Regions from separate parts of the Mus musculus genome. Here all the other regions are linked to region 1. The links are chromatin contacts, called in public Hi-C maps. All regions are on one chromosome and are shown on one strand. The core of a region is the stretch at or near the end of the contact, and the rest is flanking DNA. Distances in the headings are between cores, read along the strand shown.

Evidence for each region. Hi-C and Micro-C count contacts between places; a contact is called where the count stands out from the background.
Region 2: a Hi-C map of muscle stem cells shows a contact between it and region 1, with 4 times the contacts expected there. The contact joins the promoter of Trappc5 here to the promoter of Arglu1 in region 1. A contact is called at or near these places in 1 of 484 Hi-C or Micro-C datasets (muscle stem cells) and 1 of 9 other capture datasets (adipose tissue).
Region 3: a Hi-C map of Th1 cells shows a contact between it and region 1, with 7 times the contacts expected there. The contact joins the promoter of Upf3a here to the promoter of Arglu1 in region 1.

The regions. Positions count from the first base shown.
Region 1 is chr8:8,688,784-8,691,974 of GRCm38.p6, forward strand. Arglu1 (arginine and glutamate rich 1) reads right to left here and starts at 1,754. Exons shown (of 4, transcript NM_176849.3): 1 at 1,194-1,754. The coding sequence starts at 1,534. It overlaps Mir7654 (microRNA 7654), which reads right to left and starts at 1,379; the gene lies at 1,310-1,379.
Region 2 is chr8:3,674,942-3,678,155 of GRCm38.p6, forward strand. Trappc5 (trafficking protein particle complex 5) reads left to right here and starts at 1,536. Exons shown (of 2, transcript NM_025701.4): 1 at 1,536-1,662. It overlaps Gm45231 (a long non-coding RNA gene), which reads right to left and starts at 1,458. Exons shown (of 2, transcript XR_870093.2): 1 at 1,286-1,458.
Region 3 is chr8:13,783,918-13,787,072 of GRCm38.p6, forward strand. It overlaps Upf3a (UPF3 regulator of nonsense transcripts homolog A (yeast)), which reads left to right and starts at 1,698. Exons shown (of 9, transcript NM_025924.2): 1 at 1,698-1,967; 2 at 2,230-2,336. The coding sequence starts at 1,767. Gm46032 (a long non-coding RNA gene) reads right to left here and starts at 1,139. Exons shown (of 2, transcript XR_001778519.2): 1 at 1-1,139.

The DNA of each region.
Region 1 (3,191 bases), core at 504-3,003:
ACTACTTTCCCTCACTCCCAAGGCACCATCTCCATTGTCTTTTCAGTGTATTCTCTGCAAAACATTAGACCACGTTGGAGCAGTGTCTAGTGGATATGGAGAATTTAGTATTAGCATTGGCTGCCAGCCCTGTCCCTTTCCCTTCTCAATGCTAATGGCATAGTTGAACACAGCTCTATCGATGTTTCATTTCATCCTATGCTGTCCACGTGCAATGTGATGACTCCTTTGTTTTCACGTGGAGAACTGTCAACTGTCACACACAACTATGTCTATGTTCTACTAAGCTACAGGCTTGTTCCAGATCCTAACAGGATTCTATGTGGCCAAGGTGTACTGAGAAACAGTACAAGCCAAGACCCCAGTTCCACTACAGTGCTTCGCTGTGTTCAATCCCTTACCTCCCTCCTAGGGGCTTCTGGAAAACCTGCCTACCACAAAAATCTGCCTTCTATTTTTTTGCAGAAAATAGAAACCCCTACACAAGTCATATACACAAACTACCTAGTTCCTGCTTCATAACCACTTATTCAAGTCTTCAGTTAATTACTCCGGAAACGATGGCTGGCTTAACAGGGAACACATATGCTTAGTATTATTGCTCCACGTGGCTGGGGCGGGGGGGGGGAGGGGGGCTGGGCACATCTTTTTTAAAAAAGTACTTCACAACGTTCAAGTTTACTCTGGTTGGGTCATCAACACCTACTTTCACATCGAAAGCCGCCTCACTCAAAACCACGTGATCTTCCCCCAAATTTCAAGTCCAGTCCCCTGATGGGAACCGGTTTTGCCCTAAGTGAAAAATTCGGATAAGAGCGCTCTGAAACTAGAAGCATTTAGGCGGGCAAACAGCAGGGTCAACAGTAGGGTCAAGCATGCTCACTAGAGGGGCTGAGGCCAAGACAAAAAAGAGAGGGGCCGGAGAGGCACCCCGGGTGTCCGCTGCAACTTTGTGCATCTGTCTTTGAACGACCGTATGAAAGGAGGTTCAGAAAGGGCCCACACTCTCAAGCCGGGCGCGCCCCGGGACGGACCCCCGCACAGGTGCCCTGCGCTCCAACGCCTCGGGCCCGGGGATCCGCAGCCCCGCCAACCTCCCGCCTCGCGCCCTCAACTCGGACTTCCGGGCCGGCGCTCCCGCCCCACCCGGCCCCCGTGAGCGCGCCCCGCGCCTCCAGCCGCGCGCCCCTCACATTTTTCGCTGTCGCTCGAACTCCGCCTTCTTCTCCTCCTCCTCGCGCTTCTGCTTCTCGTCCAGGCTGCTGCGCTTGCTCACCGTGCGCCCGAAGATGTCGATGCGGTCGGGCGGGGACGAGGCGCGCTCCCGCTCGCGCCGGGATGCCGCCGCGTTGGTGGAGCGCGAGCGGGAGCGCGACTCCCGCCGCCGGTTCCGTTTGCTCTCCCGGGACTTGGAGCGCTTCCGCACCCGCTCCTTGTCCCGCGAGCGCGAGCGCGAGCGGCTGCGCTTCTTGTTGTGCTTGGAGCTCTTGGTGTGCTTAGAGCGGGACGAGCTCCGGCTCCGCGACCGGCCCATCCTCGCGCCGCGCGGCGCCCGCCGCCTGTCGCCCGCTGCCCGCCGCAGGCCGCCCCCTCGCCGCTGGGAAGCGCGGCCCCCCGCCCGCGGACCCTCCGCCTCGCCCCAAGCGCACCCGCCACGCACACGGCCGCCTCCGCCGCGAAGGCCTAGCAGGCCCGGCCCGGAGTCCCTAAGATGGCAGCTGTGGCAGCACCGGCCGCCCTTCCCACAATGCCCCGCGCCGAGCGTGCCGGCACGAGCCCCGCCCCCTGACGACGTCGCCTAGGAGGGCCGGCGAATGCGGCCGAGCGCGCTCGGCTCTTTCCGCCGCTGCGTGGCAACTAAAGAGAAGAATGCTGGCCAGCCTTCAGGTCTTTAACTTTCACCTCAACAAGACCCACGAAAACCTTAGGAGTTGGAGAATATTTATGATGAGCCTTGGCTGAAAGACAGGATAAGGCCCGAGTAATTGGGAAAGTCCTGTTGTTTCCTTAGCCAGCATTGAGAATGTATCAATTGTGAGTTGGATGTGGTGGTACATGCCCAGAATTTTAGCCCCTAGAAGATGGATCAGAAGGACCAGTTGTCCAAGGTCAGCCTTGGCTATTTAGTAAGTTGGAGGCCAGCTGGGGTTGCACACATACATACATACATACATGCATGCATACATACCAACCAGAACAATTAATAAATTGTTAATAATTTATTGTAAACAAACAATAAATTAGAACAATGCCCAGAGGAGTCCCAAGTTTTCTTAAGAATGTATATGTTAGAGCCAGTTAAATGCTCTTAATAAAGTTTTATTTAAAAGGTTACAGTTTTGTGGATTTTGCCAGCCTGGACTACATAATGAGCTCAAGGCCTAGTCCCAGAGAGCAATAGCTCTCTTTAAAGACATCGAAAAGAAAAATGGGTAGTGGCCTATCTCAATGAGTCTTTTAGTTTTTGAGCTGCTATAGCAAAATACCAATGACTCATTATTTTATACCCAAGAGAAAGTTGTTTCCTACAGTTCTGGAGGCTGAGAACTCTATTAAGTAGTGGATCTGTTTGTGCTAAGGATTCTGTCTGAGCTTCCAGCAGGAGACCTTAGGAGGGGAAAAGAATGCATAAGATAAGGGTTCCCTTGTAAACATCTTAAGAACACTAGGCCAAAAAAACCCCAACCAAACAAAACACACACACACAAAACACACTAGTTGCATTTTTTTTTAAACCAAAGCCCCAGGGCTTACTCTCTTTCCCAAAGGGCCCACCTTTTAATGCTGAAACATTGCATATTAGGTCCAATTCATGAAGTTTAGAGGAAGGGTTCTTCTGGAGGTTCAAAGGCAGTAAGGATTCCACTCTACCTCTCTGTATGTGTGTGTATGTGTAGGTTTTTTTGAGACAGTTTCTCTCTGCAGCCCTGGACAGCTCTGTGGTCTATCATGGAACTAGCTTTGTAGTCCAGTTTGATCTGGAATTCAGAGATCTGCCTGCCTCTGCCTCCCAAATGCTGGGATTAAAGGCGTACACCATCACCATCGTAGCCTCATTCTTTCTTTTTATGTGTGTGTGTGGTGCTGGGGATGTAACCCAAGGTCTTTTTTTTTTTTTTTTTTTTTTTCTGAGACAGGGTTTCTCTGTGTAGCTGTCCTGGAACTCACTTTGTAGATCAGGCTGGCTTCGA
Region 2 (3,214 bases), core at 286-2,785, 5.0 Mb before region 1:
CTCAATAGGAGAAAAAGAGTCCCAAAAGCATGCTAAAGAGTCAGAGATAGCCCCTGCTCCCACTGTTAGGAATCCTACAGGAAGATCAAGCTACAAAACATAATATGTAGTCAGAGGATCTATGTCTGACCCACGCAGGCTCCCTGACTGATTGGGAAGGGAGGAGAGAGAGAGAGAGAGAGAGAGAGAGAGAGAGAGAGAGAGAGAGGCGGAGAGAAGAGGAGAGGCCAGCCAGGAACCTGTGGAGAGAGGGGGAGGGGGATGAGGAGAGAGGGAGAAAGGGGTCAGGGAGGGAAGAGAGTCAGAGAGAGTAAGAATGTCTTCCTGTGGGGTCATGCTCTCCCCTTCAGCTTCTTCAATCCTTCCCCTAATTCAAACATAGGGGTCCCCGACTTCAGTCCAATGGTTGGGTGTAAGTATCTGCATCTGTCTCAGTCAATGCTATGAATTTTTAAATTAAGCATATGGGGCAGTGGCATGGTTCATCTGTAAAGCACTTGCCTAGCCATTGTGAGGCCCTGGGTTTCATCTGCAGCATTGTAAAAGACATAATTAAACCTGCACCTGACTTATGCAGGTTGGAGATATGAATAGACTCCAGGAGAAAATGACCTACATTCTTTCTGCCGCTTGTGTTTCCTCTTAAAAAGATCAGCTAAACACGGGAAGCTCTGGGCACATATATCACCTTAATTTTGTTGTCATCTTGGTCTACATAGCAAGACTGTTTCAAACAACCACCAACCAACCAATATACAGCACAAAAAATTAAGGGGCTGGGGAGGTGTCTTAATAGATAAAGTACAATTGTAAAGATCTGAGTTTGATCCTGAGTACCTACATTAAAAAAAAAAAATTGCTGGGTGTGTTGGTCACACCTGTAACCCCAGAACTGCCAGCCAGTGAGGTGTTTGTGGGGCAGACAGAAGGATTTTCTGAGATGCTTGACAGCTAGCAGAAATGGTTACCCCAGGTCCAGTAGTTAGACCCTGTCTTAAAATAAGTTCCAGAGCAATAGAGATAGACTCAGTGTCAACCTCTGGTCTCTGCACACAGGAGTGTTGGGCACATGAGACACACTGACACACAAAGGGAGGATAAGGATGGTCAGACGCCTCCGCAGGTAAAACTACTACTACTTCTAAAACACTGCAGCTACACCATCTGTGAAAGATGGAAAAACACCCCCAGATCAAGCGTTCTCCTTCACCCACTGGTAAAAAAAAAATCACGTGTCAGGGGAAATTGCGTGTAAATACATCACGTCTACAGTTCACGTACTTACATACTTAAGAAGATACGTGCCCGAGGGCATGCACGTGCTCCTGGGATAGAATACTTTGCATACTACACTCTTGCTCAAAAGCCAGCTTTTATAGCAAGATCTCATAGCCCAGTGCCCACCAGCGTTCTGCGCCGCGGGGCTTGGACACGGGCGCCCCCTTGCGGCCCCTCTCGGTCACCGCATTGCCCCGCCCTCCGTGCGCAAACGAGCTAGCCCGCGCACGCCTGCGCACTCACAGGCCTTTTACGACGCCATCAAGGAGTTCCGCTGACCCGCCCGCAGCACAGTTCCGGTTGAGACCTTTCCCCGCCCGAGAACCTTCTCCGGCGCGCTCGGGCCTCGTCTTTTTTTCTGTGCGTCCGGAGCAGCGTTCCCGGGTCAGTCTGCTTTGGGTTTCCCCTGGGGGTGATGCGGGTTCCGCGGTCCCGGCCGGGCGTCCTAGAGCAGCCCAGTCGAGCATTCTGCACGGTTCCTTTCCCCAGCTGGGGAGCCGGACGGTCCATCCTAATCTCCCAAGACCTGGCCCGTGGGACATGCTTTGTAGGGGAGGGTTGTCGGCTCCAATCCATTCTCCAGAAGCCATGAAGGCTTCACCTGGTGGTCTCCATTCACTGTTGTGACTCCCGGCTGCCGGCACGGGAGGCCCAGAGGCTCTCACCGCTTCCTCCTGCCTCCTCCACTAGTGTCCCCATCATCCGTGCAGTTTTCTAGAGACTTTGTGGGAGTATGAGTTCCGACGGGATCTCTTTTAGAGTTAAGGGTCACCGTGGAAACGGCTTCCTTCATGACAAATAGACACTTCCGCCGCTCCCCAACCTCATGTTACAGGGTTGGGAATTTTTTGCACCCCCTCCTGGCTTGGCCTTGGCTCACCGGTGTCCCTTACTGTCACATACTTTTCTAGCTTTCCTGGAGGGGTTGGGCAGGAAGGTCTCTAGGGTAGTCAGAGCTGGAGCACATGCCGGCTAGGGAAAACATAATTGACTGTCCTTTGTCCCCTCTCCATTCACCAATGTCCCGCCCCCGCTTTAAAGACAGAGTGTATTAGTGCTTTTCTCCTTCTTGTTGTGGTCATATATACCCGACAAAAGCAACCAGAAGAAGGAAAGGTCTGTTTATTCGGCTATTGACACATGGTTTCAGGAGCATGAGGCCGCTGGCATTGCATCCACAGTCGAATGCTGGCGCCAAGATCACTTCCTTCTTTTTACCTTAGGGTGGTGATGCCTGTATTCATACTGGGTCTTCCCTCTGGAAATCCAGAGACGTGTTTTCATGGTGATTCTAAATCTAGGTCGTGAAGACGAACCATTGCACAGGGTCTCACTGTGCTCTAGGCAGTCCTGGAACTCACCCGGGCTGGCCACTTTCTGCCATCTTACTGCCTCAGTCTCTGGAGTGCTGGGGCTGCAGGTGTGCTCCTCCAGTTTTGTGGCCTCTCTGTATTCCACCTTTTTGATTGATTGATTGACTAATTAAATTTTTTTGAGACAGTTTCTCTGTGTAACAGCTCTGGCTGTCCTCAGTCTCACAGAGATGCCTCTGCTTCCTGAGTGCTGGGATTAAAGGTGTGCATTCATCATGTGTGGCACCTTAAGTTTTAACCATTCCCCTGCCACATGCCAGCTTCTTAAAAATTACATTAAAATTTTTTTTAGATTTATTTATTTACATTTAAAAAATTTATTCATTGCATGTTTGTGTGCACATGTGTGTATTTGTGAGTGTGCATGGGGGTAAAGGGCAACTTTTGAGAGTGAGTTCTCTCCTTGTACTCTGTGGGTTCTGGGATCAAATGGGGCTTATCAGGCAAGTGTCTTTACCTTCTGAGCCATCTTGCCAGTTCCACTGATAGTTCTTTGGGAAGACTTCTTATTTGTTTGAGCTTGATTTTATGTGTATGTGTGTTCAGCCTGCATATATGTATGT
Region 3 (3,155 bases), core at 448-2,947, 5.1 Mb after region 1:
CTCATTTCTGTGACCTCTTAAATCTTGCAGCGTTCATGCCTACACAATCAGTTCCACTATGTGGGGTACACATTACCAAGTCAGGTTTCCTGCTTGAGATAGCCTTGACTGCATCTGGACTGCAGTGTCTGTGTGCTGACCTTTAGGAAGTATATCCAGAAAATTGCACTTTGATGATGCTGGTCTTATTAATCACAACTGATTCTTCATCCCCAGCTAACCATCATTATTTGTCCCAATAAAGGTAGATTCTTAATCCAAATATCACAAGAACATCCCTGGTATCCCTCTGATACTTCATAATGTCTCTCTTCTTTCAATGGTATCTTTCATGTTTCCACAACTCATTACACTCTGAACACTGACCAAAAGCAACTTGTGGGAGGAAGAGATTTAGTTCCTCTTCTAGCTCTCTGGTCACATCCCTCAGTGAGGGAAATCAGAGAAGAAATTCAAGTAGGAGTTTGGAGGCAAGAACTAGCAGGGCCACAGAGAATGCTTATTGGCTTTATTACAAGCAAGGTCCAACTGCTGTGGGACCCTTTCACGTCCATTAGTCAAGAAACTGTTCCACAGGCCAATCTGATGAAAATAATGCCTCAACTCTTTCCTCTTCACAACCAAGTGACTATTTTGAGTCAAGCTGACATAAACTAACCAGCAGTTTGCCAGACAGGTGAAAGGGTGTTGGGTCAGGCACACAGGAGGACAGTCAATGGCTTTATCTTTAAGGGGGCAAAAGCCAGCCCGAGATAATTTTGGCTCCAAGCTTGTAATGTTCCAACTTTCTTCCATTGTGAAGTTACTATCCATCGACCTTGTACTATCTTAACAACTGGGTATGGGTTGGTTTTTCCTGACAACTCGTCGTCCACATTTTTATCAGCCTCTCACACGTGTGTTTTCTTCCTAATAAAGGTTAAGAGGCTATCAGAACTTCTGGTCAGTGTAACTGGTTATTCCAAACTGAGCTGGTTCAAGTGATGGGCTCAGTCCTAGCTTTCTTTGCAACACGAAATACTGGAAAACCGCTCTTGCCCAGGCTTTTATAGAACTCTCGATGTTTGAGGCCTGTTTGACGCAGACCTAAACGGTTTTGAGTCTTTGGCTTATTTAAAACGTCACATTTCAGGAGTGCCACGATCGATTTCTGAAAATCTCTCATTCTCCTTTACCATTAACGTAGGGAGAATGGTGCTATACATCATTGAGCACATGGGAAAACTGTATTGTTCGTATATCTGCTACAAATAAAATAAAAATAAAAAGCCAGACGCCTTTAATCCCAGGAGGCAGAGGATCTCTGAGCTCCAGGAGAGCCAGGTCTACAGAGTGAGTTCCAGGACAATCAAGGCTACACAAAGCCCTGTCTCAACAGAGAAAACGTGTAGGAGGGAGGCGGAGGGCAGAGTGGGGCGAGGAGAGCGACGGGTTTACTTTCGGTACTGTCCCAGTGACTCCGGGTGGACCGGGGGCTCCCAGTCCCCACCGCAGGTCAGCAGCGCACGGGACGTCCGGAGTGAGCATCTGCTCTCCGCGTGGCTGGCAGCACCGATCTCCTTCACCGTCGCCGCCGTTCTAGGACGTCCGCTGTCTTTTAAAAACTGCCGCGCTGCCCCCTACAGGCGCGGGCCAGCATTGGCACCGCCCCTTCCCTGTCAGGGCCGGGGAGGGGACACTGAACACCGAATTCCAAGGGAGGGGCTGCCTAGTCCTCGCGAGGCTTCGTTCTCGCGGAGGTGGCGGCGGCCGGCCGGCCGGTGGGGATGCGCTCGGAAGAGGGGGCCGGAGGCTTAGGCGCAGCCCTGGCTGCGCGGGGCCCGAGCTGGAGGGAGAAACTATCGAGCTCAGAGACCCACTGCCGCCGCGAGTCACCGCGGAAGGAGTCGGCGGCGCCTCCGGCCCCGACCCTAAGTGAGAGCGGGGCCGGCAAGCCTCGCGAGGAGAAGAGGACAGCCCTGAGCAAGGTGGGGGCGGGGCCCGCAAGTCTCGCGAGAGGACGGCTTCTAAGCCCCCCGGTGGGCGGGGCTTGGGGAGGGCGGGGCGGGTTGTTCATCTCAGGGGCGGAGCCTAGTCTCCGAAGTGATGCGGGCTGTTGCGAGCAGTCTGGACTAGGATTAGCGAGTCGGGGTGGAGCTGGGGAGCCGCGGTCCCCCGAGCTCCGGGGAACCTCAGGCTGAGTGGGCGTGGCGGGCGGCAGCACCTGAGTGAACGCAATGGTCATCCCAGGTGGTCCTCCGGCGTCTGCCCCCGGGCCTCACCAAAGAGCAGCTGGAAGAGCAACTGCGCCCCCTGCCGGCGCACGATTACTTCGAGGTGGTGGCTGCGGACCTCAGGTGAGGGCTGCTGCGGGACACCCACTGGTGAAGGATGGAGGACCCCGCGGGCGCTCGCAGTTGCAGTCCCCTCCCAGCTGTCAGTGCACGCCCACGTTAGGAGCGGGCAAGTCACCTCGTCAGCCCGTTACCATGCCTTCCTCGGCGTAGCTTTTAATAAACTGTATGATGAGCAAAACCGGACTGCATCCCTTACACACGTTGAGTCTGGAGTGTTTTCCCTAGTGAGGGACCAGTAACTGAGCCCTGAGAAGTGGAATCTCTCATTGCTTGCACCACCACCCAGCCAGAAGGTTCCCTGCCTGTGGGGATGCGAGCAACGCAGGGCTGACCTAAGCAGCAGATGTCAGTGCCACAGGAATTCGTGGGTTTTCCACGATACTTATTTTTATATCCTTTTATGGTATTCTTTCTCATTTGTGTCATATACGCTTTCCTTTGGGATACCAATTTTGTTTTGTTATTTTTTTTAAAGTCTATTCTAATAAAAATATGAATAATTAAATGGGTATCCTTTGAAAAACCACAGGTGGTTTTCAGGTGGCTGAAGTTTAGAAAAATGGCTAAAAGAACAGTGTGCAATTACTCGGTGTGCAATTCCGGTCCCAGCTTGTAACTTGCACCCTCTGTACGAACAACAGATTTCTCTAAACTTCTGTATTCTTTGTGAAATGGAATGGAATCGTTCCTACCTGTGAAAAGAGTTGTGTGTGAGACGGGGAGAATGATTTAGTTTTTCCTTGGTACGTGGTCTGACACCCATTCAAAATACAGCATGTCATCCATGAAGGAGCCTAGACAAGTCTCGTTCTTGTTCAG